Regions from separate parts of the Oryzias latipes genome. Here region 1 is linked to region 2. The links are chromatin contacts, called in public Hi-C maps. All regions are on one chromosome and are shown on one strand. Each heading gives the region's core, a stretch centred on a gene start, on an enhancer-like site or on the middle of the called end of the contact. The rest is flanking DNA. Distances are from core to core; before and after follow the strand shown. Region 1 has its middle 24 kb from the start of ppp4r3a. Region 2 overlaps mrpl19 (39S ribosomal protein L19, mitochondrial).

Region 1 (4,974 bases), core at 802-3,301, 150 kb after region 2:
TCCTGCTTTGTTACAAATGCAGATGCAAAAATCAGCATGAACACATTTTAATTAACTATACACACAATGCACTACCTCCCCCTCTTCATTACATACACAATCCCCTCCACAGCCCAGCTCACAAAAACAATCAAATACACATATAAAGAGTCAGTGGCTCCACCACCTGATATAATTAGGTTAATGAAGGTTGTGACAATACAAGAGAACCACTTATCTGCTTCTTCAATCCTAATTGACTGGAGATCAGTATCAGTCCCTATCGTAATACACAATACCTCTAGAATGCAACGCTCACTTCCAGCGAAAGCTAGCACTCATGGAGCTTCACGCAGAAATTACATGACAAGCTAATCCTGTAACCACGTCAGGGAAGCCAGAAAAAGAGTTGTTTTTTTTTAGATTTTAAATGCGCCAATAACTGGGACTTGTCCTGCAGCGGCGGGCTTAATTTATGGGCCACTGAGCAACCCAGAACGGCTGGTGGTTAAGTGTTTCATTCAAAGGCACCTTGATGACATCCTGTGAATAAATTCTTCCCTCTGAAAAAAAAGAGTATTTTGTTGTTTCTAAAAATGAATGGAAATGAATAAAAGATGTGGAAAGCAAAAACCAAGCATCAATTGACCACAAACATCCTTTAAAACATAGTCTTAAACCACCTGAATTGAAAACTTGTGTAAGACTAAAACAAAGACGTTAGACTCTCAAAATTACCTGCAAAAGAAATTTATATTGGCAGTCAAGCTGAAAAAGCCACATTTTTAAAGTGCAAATGTGTCCCTGAGCCTGGGTTACGATCTTTGTCTGTGATAGTGGGAGAAACTCAAGCCTCTTGGCCAAAGTATATCATTCCCATGTCTGTGGCACAAAAACACAGAAGGTCTTTATTTCAGACAGGAATGGCAGGGGGCGACCTGAAGAGTCAAGGAACAGGGCGCGTCTTGAGTGCGACCACCCCAAAGATAACTTCGCTGCCGGCGCTGTGAGAGCTGCAGAGGAATTTACCGTGACAGCGGAAACAGCTTCTCATCAGGTGGACATTCATAAAGACAGAGCAACATGCGCACACACAGAAACACACAGACATGGATGTGGACCTTAGCAGTGAACCCTGCTGAGGCTCACCTCCCTGCAACCTTGATGGTGGGATTGTGTAGAAAAGTAAGCCTTTCCTCACCTTTGATCCTCAAAATGTTCACAGCTTCCCATGTGGAGGGCTGCCCTGTCAGCACACTGTCAGATTAAACACATTATCATAATTCTTACAAGCTAAACATGTCTACTTATTAAAAACGAGACTGGCTTTCTACTAAATGTAAATGCCTGGACTAGACATTTCTCTATTATGCAGTGGGTTTGATTTCCAACTTTTCAACCAGGTTTTTTAGCTGTTTAAATTTGATGGGAAGAGATAATATTTGGATTTGAATCAAGAAACAGAAAGCTTGACGTGGGGACACATGGGAATGATTATATCCCAGCATCGTTGTCTTTTGAAGCTCTACACAGTATGTCATTAAAATAAAAACAAAAAAGAAAAATCAGTAGAGCTATTACAACGTCCTACTGCTGCCATCAAAGTTAGACCTGCTGTACCAGCAGGACCCCAACCAACCAGGTTGCATTTTAAGTCAATCTGCTGTTCCTAAAGCAGAGCCAGCCCTTGGTTCCAATCCAGGCCAATAATGAAGGGATGCCTGTGAAGAAAGCCTGAACTCTCCTGACCTGGCAGCTCCGGATAAAACAAAATGCATCCTGGCTCTCAGTGCAGGTATTTCCGGAGTCCACCTTTTATTTCTGAGTAAACCCAGGTATCGGCTTTCAGACTGAGAGTAAGGGAGTTTTGTGTGCAGGATCCATGCATGCATGCTTCCCGTGCACAATCTTCACGCATGCACGTATGTTGCTAACATGTGTTTCTGATGAGTCAATATGGATCTGCATTTCAAATAAAGATAATGGAAAGCAGAGCATGGGTGAATGAAAGGGAGAGGGGGTTGGAGAATAGTATCTGTAGGTGGGGAGGGGGACATTCCTCAGGCCTTATGTAGGAGGTAAATTAAAAATATCCATGGCTGCTTGGAGGGGGTCCAGGGAGGCTGACACACAGCGCTCAGTCAGGGAGCTCGCTGGCGATCCGGTAAGCACTCACTCAAGGCCAATTACGCTTCCTGTGATGTGCGTTCAAGTCCCCTCCACACGGTCCTGCCGCCCCACCTTTGGCCCTGCAGCCACACCAGCCAGAGAGAAAAAGCTGTCAAGGAGTCAGGATCAAACCTCCAATCAAGCGCTGGCTGTCACACGCCCAGGTAATGATTAATGGCTTATATTCTTTGACCCAAAGAAGAAAGGAGAACAGAGAGCGCGCTACAGATGGGAGTTTTCAACTCATTACAAAGCACAGTAACATGTGTTGGGGAGACCAAGCATCCTCCCTGTGTTCGTTCAGCTCTGCACCGGGCACTGGAATGCAATTACAGTGCTGAGAGATGAAAGTTCATTCCGCTTAAAAACCAAGTCTGTCAAGAATTTCTTTGCTTCTGGGAATAAATGAGCAAATTAGGCAATGTGAAGATTTCCATTCACCTGATTCCGCTTTCAGATGACGAGATGTTCTCACTTTCCCTCTCATTCCCTCACATTCACACAAAGGCTCTCGCCTCTGGCGCCCAACCGCGTTCTGTGGTGGAAACCAAACACTGGGGTGTTTTAACTGGATGTGATCCTTGTTTCCGGGTAGAACGCTACCAGAAGCCGATTGATGGCTCTCACCTAGAGGGAGATGTTTACAGGAAAATTGTGCTGGCTGGAACTCTCATATTGGATTCAAAACATTGGTACCAAATGGTTCCCCAAGTGATAATGAAGAGAGTGTGGTGGAGGGTATCCCCCCACTACACACACATTTCTATTCAAACAGGCTTTTCTAGCCTTTAACCCTGACCTTAAACTTTACAATCACAAGCATGGTAGTCATCTAACAAAGACCCACTATACCTGAAGAGTGTTTTTGATTTATCAAACTTAGCTCTCTTTCAAATAGATGTAGTTGATATATTTTACTGCAACAAGGCAAGAGAAACTAAATATAGTAAATACTGCATGGGGGGAAATATTTGAATTATATATTTGTTATAATTAAAGTATTGTATAAATTAACAGAATAAGTTTTAGGTGCTATTGAAAATTTGGTGTACTTTTTCTTAGTTGAAGTCCCACTCTGATCATCTTTTGATTTATTTTAATTATGATTATGACATTTTTTAGCCAAAATAAAATAAACCCTGTGTCGTTTTCTGCAGGGTTCATCCAAATTTCACCTCTAAGTTGCGGAAGGAAGTGTTGGCATGGAGTAAGCCTGCCCCCACTTCCCATCATCTAACTGTTTACACATTCTACCTCTTGCTTAATGTCCCTTACAACCGCTCACGCCTCCACCCGCATCCACCCTAACATTACCGGAGCAACAAAAATGGCGAGCAATATTAAAACTATTCAGCCATCAGCTCGGACGAAGAAAACAGAGACGGATCTAGTCGTCTACAAGTGAATTAATCCGAATAGATCGAAGCAGGGTGCTTGTGAACCTCTGTGTTCTTTTGTTTGTTTGTCACAGCTACAAGCATTTTTTTGCCTGCTCCAGATTGAAAAGGACTTGAATAAAGAAATACCCAGAAATACAAATTTGAACTTAATTTAATGGTAATATATGTTCTCCATCGTCAGAAAAATGCCACAAGAACATGTTAAAAACATTAAAAAAAACACTTATTGGAGTGCGTCTTTATATATATTTTCACCACTTAAAATAAGAACTACATAAAATGCCTTTTGCTTTCTGATTGAAAACCAATGATTAATAATTAAAGAATATATAAATAATTGAGTTGCAACCCAACACTTGTGGATATGACTGTAATACAGTGATCAACGCCTAAGATTTCTGTTTTTGGGTGAAATAGAAGCAAAATTCTGCTGTAGGGCACACTCCAAGTAAATGTTTCCTTTTATCTAAATAATTGTTAAGATGAGTTGTGAAGTTCTGATCTGTTCAGAGTGGTTTAACGTCTGAGATGTTTTGCCTTTAAAACAGAAATAAAGGGAGACAATAAATTTTGTCCTAGATCTCTAAGAATCTTGGAAGAACAATTTGTAAAAGAAAGTAGAATTTGATCTTTTGGACAGTTGTTTTCAAAAATGATGATGCCCCAAAGAGTTTTGTACTGGAGTTTAACTTAACACCACCGACAAATAACAATGGAATTTTCCCTGTTTGTACGAATGTGAATATTGTACACACAATCCAAGCTTTTTCCTTATATCACTCTCTGTTTTTGGCTGTTAGCAGCATTAGGAACTGCAGACGAGAGGAAAAGAGGAAGAACTTTTGGGTAAATATGAGCTGGAGATAGTAGATGGGGGGAAGTGGGAGAGAGATGTTGAGTGGTGACAGTGATAGAGAAGGAGCGGACTACTGGGACAGCAGAGGAGGTGAATCCATCGATCCAGGACAGTGAGCTGGCTCATATTTCACCTCCTCAGCAGTATAGTTGGCGCTTCGCTATGGAACTGAGCCTTATATGCAGTCTGGACAGGGTCACCTCCATTCTGTATGCAATCTTTCTTTGCCTGTATGAGTGTTTGAGCCATAAAAACAGATCCACGTGTATTTGTAATAATAAAGTTTAAGGATTAAAAAAGAAAAGCCATGAAGCTATTAGCAGGGGAACTAAAAAAAAAACCTTCTTTCTTGTCAAAAAAGTTAAATACAATCAAAAAAAATGTCTTCTTTGGGTTTTCTGTGTGTCACATGCCGCCCTCATCAAAGACAAGTGATATCCTGAATGAATCGTGTCAATCCATAGACAGAGGCCTGTAAAAGGGTCTAGGCTCAGTTCTCAAAGCCTTCCACTGTCATCCGAGAAGACTAAACCATGTGACAGACGACCGAGCATGTGGCATCTCCGTGAC
Region 2 (5,797 bases), core at 745-3,244:
TGGCCATTTGCTCAAAGTAATAAGGACTGAAAAACCAGCTTCAGTGGTTTTTTTTAAACCAATAGGAGGAAATGTGGACAATTGTTCTTTATTCTTGCCATGTGTTTTTTATTTTTTCCATCAATTTGTTTAATGTTTTTCAATGGGTTTAATATAATACCTGTCAAACTGTCTGAGCTTTGAATCTTTTCACCCAACATCATGGTACACTCTTCTCTCCAATTTATCTTTTAAACTGATAATAAACACAGATTCATAAATCCTCATCGTTTCTGAATGTTTTTTGTTTTTCTGCTCTGCTTTTATGCCATTTTGAAGCCAAAACTAAAATGAGAAGTTTATGACTTCTGCCAGTAGGTGGCACTGTTCTGCCAGCCATTTAGTACACTTCAGTGATTGCATAACTGCCTCAAAGATGGTTTTATCCTTGCAGGTTCTTTCAGTTTGGGTTATTTAACCCTTGTGCTATCCTAGACACTTTAACATTGGAAGTTGGGTCATCTAGACCCCACAAGACTGCGCTTTTTTCGTCAATGATTTGTGATCTTCACTGGCGTACATGGATTACATGAATTCCTCTTCACCTTTATCCACCTTTGTCATGGTAGGCGATAACACGTCAAAATAAGGCTTTGGTCATAGGATAGCACAAGGGTTAAATAAAAAGAGGAATTTATTTTGTGTTAGAAGGATTTTAATTTACTATCCCATTCTGATTGACCTTTGCTTTACAAACCTGCTCAGAGGAGCCGCCCATAACACTGATCTTCAAAAAGAGAAGCAGTTCCTCTGGCATTCAGAGATCGCACTGCAGAAACACCCGGTAGTGTTTTACTGTTGTGGATGGAAAATTGTGGCGTTGGGATGGTAAGTTGTAGCGTCAGTTGGGTAGTATAAAAACACTTGGACTCCTTATGTTATGTCTGCTCTCTGTGAACGTGTGTGTATATAAACAGACTGAAAGAGTCCCTGCACTCTAATTTCTCCATATTACAGGATGAGACGGAGAAAATGGGTCTCTAATGCAGGCGTAGCAGATGTTTGCTGAGCTCATTACGGACCACACAGATTCCTTTGAGTAGGAATGGAGGAAAACAACAGAAGTGTACACGTGAAGCTTTACAGGGAAGCTGTTGCTTTTAATGATTTTTCTTTTCAGTGTCTGGGAGAATTCGTGCACCTGTCAAACAGACACGTCGGAACCTCCATGCTGTGTCGTACGCAGCAGATTTAATCCGGCTAATGTACTCCCTGCTCAGTCAGACCTGACCTGCAGCAAAGAAAAGTAACTCCATCTGCTTCCAAGTGGCCATCCTGCACATTGTCATTACCCTGCCCACTGAACCAGCTGGCCCTTTCACCTTTTCATTTCTCACTCTCAGTATTTCTGTTTTGGACTGATTGATGTTCTCATGAGGAGGCGGTAACACAAATGTTTATCCTACATCACATTACCAGGTCTTCAGAGGCATTCCAAGGCAACACCACTGGACTGGTAAACCCGTTTAAGCCGCACGGTTACGCAGCCTGAGTTACGGCTCGCAGGGCGCTTCCTGCCACTGTGCTTTTCTGGGTTTTCGCCTCTTCGGTACGTGCCTCCTATGCCCTCAGGTTGACTTTTCTGCACCTGGAGAGAAGTTAAAGCCCCTTGGCTGGAAGAGGAGATCAAACACAAGCTCACCCTCACTTACAGACACACACACCCACCACACATATTGAGCAACTTGCAGACAGGCTATCATATCAGCCTACACCACAGCCAGACACCTCAAACAGGGCCAACTGTAAATGTCTGGAGCAGCCGGTCTGTCAGTCCTCATGTGAAACTGGATATGCCCCATTCACGGTTGCTGTGAAATGGGACAGAGCATGCAGGTTTGTATAATCCCACGTCTTGATAGCAGTAAAGCATGGAGGGCTGATGATAGCTACAGTGCCACAGCACTGTGAAGGTCAGTGCAGGAATGTGGGGAGGGATGCGCTCCTCTGATCTGTTTCCCTCCCCTCTGCTGGTGTTCCCAGAGCCTCCTCTCTCCCAGGAGGGCAAGCTTAAGCTTTGAAACAGGGCAGGTTTGATAAATTGGAAAGGATGTGATGCAGGGTGTGAATCAACTCCCACAGACTCAGATCCCGGCTTGTTCACCTCAGTCCTGTGTGCCTTTTGATTGTAATCTCCAGCATTGTGTCTGCAGGTCTGCGGAAATCAGCTTCACTGCGCGTTTGAGCCGTCTGCAAGTATGACAAGTGTAACGGGATAGTGGGCCACCCATTGGCCCCAGGTAAATTACACCCTGTCCTTGTGTGTACATGCATGCGTGCTTGCGTATGTGCGCAGCTCAGGGGCCACCCATAGTTCTAGGTAAATTACACACTTGAGTTTCACCATATGTTTGCAGCGAAATGACACGGCCGTCTGGTCCTCTCCCACTGTCCCACGGGGCTGATGGGAGCTCCTGCTGCCCTCGCTGTCTTTGTTACACACAAGCAGACAACCTGACTGTGTGACAGCTGTTATGAAATGTTACATTGGAAGCAACTGATAGATGACGCAAAGCACACATATCAAAGTCTCTATAAAACTCTGGAATAATGATCAGCAATGGTTAGAGGGCATTTCAGTTTAAAACATCAAAGTGGTGCATTTAAAAAAAAAAGTTATCCAAACGTTCGCTTCATCAGAACTATGAAGTATCATAATTTATGGATGATCATGATGATCATCCATATGATCATCATGATCCAAATCTTGATGGATGATCATGATTTGTTTTTTAGTCTAAACAAATCATAAAAGAATTAAATTGGCTGCATTTGTTTTCTCCTGACAGCAGCAGTGTGTGCAGACAGCAACATAATTTAAAGACCAAAAGTACGAAAATACAATACAGTCCCATTCTTTTTACCTAAGTGGATACAATCTTATTCCGTTGGCATTTAAAACTTTTTCTTACTGACCCTTTTTATTTTAAGCAGCAAAAACAAAGTGTTTTTGACACAACTGTCACAAGAACAGGCAGACGGCTGGATCCAAATGCAGCAGGTTTATTAGCTCAGCTAAATGTCCACAAAGCTAAATCAGGGTCAGGCAGGCAGGAGTCAATATCAGGCATTAGATCATCAGAGGATTGACAGAGTAGTCAAAATACCAACGAGGGTCGGGGCAGGCGGACAGGGACAGGGCGCTTAGCAATAAAGCCAGAATGTCTTCTCACTGAGCTCAGCTCACAACCTATGTTTTTTTCAGACTTTTGTTTTTTTATATCAAGACATTTTTATTTTGTAAAAGCAGCCAGTTAGGGAAAAAGAAAGACGTTTCTCTGTTAAAACACATTTTCAGATATAGATTTGAATGACAAATGAATATTAAATAAATAGATTGTATCCATTTAGGTAAAAATATTGGACTGTATCGTATCGCCACAAGGTGAATTAAAATGTTTATGATTCAATTCATGGACCATTTATGAAGATGCATATTGAATTATGTGTGAGAGAGAAAGACACACAACCATAGTAACTAAAAAAAGTTACTTATTTTGCTTCATTGAGATTTTATTCAAGATTGGAAAACACTCCAGTCCATGACACTTTTTCCTTTTGCCGGACTGTTAAAATCTAACAAATGCTTATTTGCTTTTCATTTTTTTAAATTATTTGAAAACATATTACTTTATTTGGATTATGTCTTCTTTGTTGATGCAATCAATTTCAGAAAGAAACACAACAGAAAAACATTTACAGCTAAAAGACTGATGACAGCATCCAAGAATTAGCCAATACAAGTTTCATGCATTTAGTATTTTCTGGTTGTTACTAAATTCTTTACTGTTGCCTTTCTCACACTTGTTTTAAGTCAACTGCAGGCTTGAAAACAGGAGTCCCAATCTGCATTTCTCCAAGAAAACCACTCACTTTAAACGTTCATGGCTTTTTAGCTGCAGGATCAATTTAAAATCAAAGGAAGGTTTAATAAATATCCACTTGGACTCTGCGTTTCTGTTTAAATTGAGTTAGCTAAATAAGGCCTTTGGAACGTATGGGCTTTGGGACTGAGAGACTGTGGGGGTAACAAGTACTGAGAGGCACAGTAATCCAGTCTTCGTTTTGGTCCATTTAGGGGATTTGTTGACATCCAGTAAAATAAGTAGAGTCACCAGCCTTATCCTCGAGCCTTGGAGAGTCCTTGGCAGACTTAGCAGCAGTTTGATTTCATGTGAAGTTAGAGCATTGTTGTGTCGTTCTTCAGTCTGGGTAGGAGCTGTAAAAACACCTGTGGGGGGAGTTTGCAGCTCTGCAGACACAAGTCGCCCTTGGTCATGTGATGGGTTGAACACTGTGACCCGATCAGAGCCCAAATTGATTCTTAAACCTTTTGTTTGATGCTAATCCTGTTGGATTTTACATAATCAGATAGTACTATAAAGAATGAACGCAGATGGAAAAGGCTTTACCCGTTGGTACATGCCTTTAGGTAGGAGCATTAAAATGAAAGTTAAATTAACTCTGATTTCACATGTTTTGATCTGTTGAGGCTGTGACCATGCCTGACATTTCCAATGTCCCTCTCAACACAATCTTCAAGGTAAAAACACACAAGTCTGTTTGATGTGTTCTTTGCATTTTATTGCTCGATCCTGCAAAGCCAGTGTGTGTTCAGTAAACCTTGGACTGGTAGGCCGGGTCAAAACACAATGCATGGCTGGTTATGATGAGTTGTATTTTTGCTTGGTCACTATTACTCCACTTGGCGGCGGAACAACAGTGTGATCTGAAATGATGCTTGTGTTTTGAACAGAGTTGAAAAAACTGGTTGAAAAGTCGTTCCAGTTTGCCTCCCCTGCCTCTGGGGGGCGCCCTCATCTTTTTCTTTCCGCTGATCTTGTCAGCAGCTCTAATTTTCTCCATACAGCTGGTGTTCTTCTCTCCTGAGCTGTAATTGCTGCTCTGTCCTGGGAAAAGGAGGGAGGAAATCCCAGAGCTTTCGCCTTGCAACAATGACAATAAAAAAGAGGTGAGGAAAAGAGGAAGAAAGCATTTCAGCTGAGATGAAAGAGGGAGGGAGGATTAAGAGTAGAGGGGAGGTGGAGGAGTGCGGGCCCAGAAGTGCAGAGAGAGGTGGAGGTAGGGAGGGAAAGATGAAGGAGAAAGCAAAGGAGGAGGGATGGTGTTAGTGATGGTAGTAAACTCTCAAGTTTATTAACCTCATTTAGTTGAGAGGCAGAGACTGAAGGGAAAAGAGGAGTGTGTTCATACTGTGAGCGCAGGACTGGAGTTTTCTAATGAGGGCTGGAAACGCACGCACACACTTTCTTTACTTCATTCCCTCGCTCACACCAGATTCACCTTGATCTGATGCCAAGTCTGCAGGCTGAGCAGGCATTCACGGGACTGGGTATCGCTAACTTCATCTAACTGCCTCTGTTCATTTTATCAAGCTACAACTGAACGGCAATTTACTGAAATTGCTCCTGATATTCATAGAGAGAACTGAGGCACACAATCATTTGATTCCCAGCCAAGCCCCACTGCTGAGGATTGTGTCCTGCCAAAAATGTTAGGTTTCCTGAAACATATTCATTTCCAGTCTCTTTAAAACACTCTTCTTGGTAATTGCTTGTCTTTTGATTGCAAGAAACAAAGCAATGAGTTAGAAGAAACTCAGACAAGGTTTACTGTGACGCCTGGGTGCGAGTTGTTCAACAAACTCATAAAAGATGTCGTGAGGTAACAAACATGTTTGTGGAGGTGACTCCCTTCTCTGGTGTCTGAAAATGCAAACTTGTGTTGAAGGAAAGCT

What was found. A called contact is a pair of places that touch in the nucleus more often than the background predicts.
Region 1: a contact with region 2 is called in a Hi-C map of embryo, with 3 times the contacts expected there. The contact joins two enhancer-like sites. A contact is called at or near these places in 5 of 5 Hi-C or Micro-C datasets (embryo, fibroblasts and gastrula embryo).

Annotation. Positions count from the first base shown.
Region 1 is chr24:7,208,305-7,213,278 of ASM223467v1, forward strand. No RefSeq gene overlaps it. Among protein-coding and RNA genes, the nearest start is that of ppp4r3a, 24 kb to the right of the region's middle. Within about 2 kb of position 2,052, at least 2 of the 8 cell types and tissues checked have an H3K27ac peak or open chromatin away from gene starts, as enhancers often do. A contact at or near this core is called in embryo, where this site is marked.
Region 2 is chr24:7,057,822-7,063,618 of ASM223467v1, forward strand. It overlaps mrpl19 (39S ribosomal protein L19, mitochondrial), which reads left to right. Exons shown (of 6, transcript XM_004083463.4): 6 at 1-266. Among protein-coding and RNA genes, the nearest start is that of mrpl19, 5.4 kb to the left of the region's middle. Within about 2 kb of position 1,995, at least 1 of the 8 cell types and tissues checked has an H3K27ac peak or open chromatin away from gene starts, as enhancers often do. A contact at or near this core is called in embryo, where this site is marked.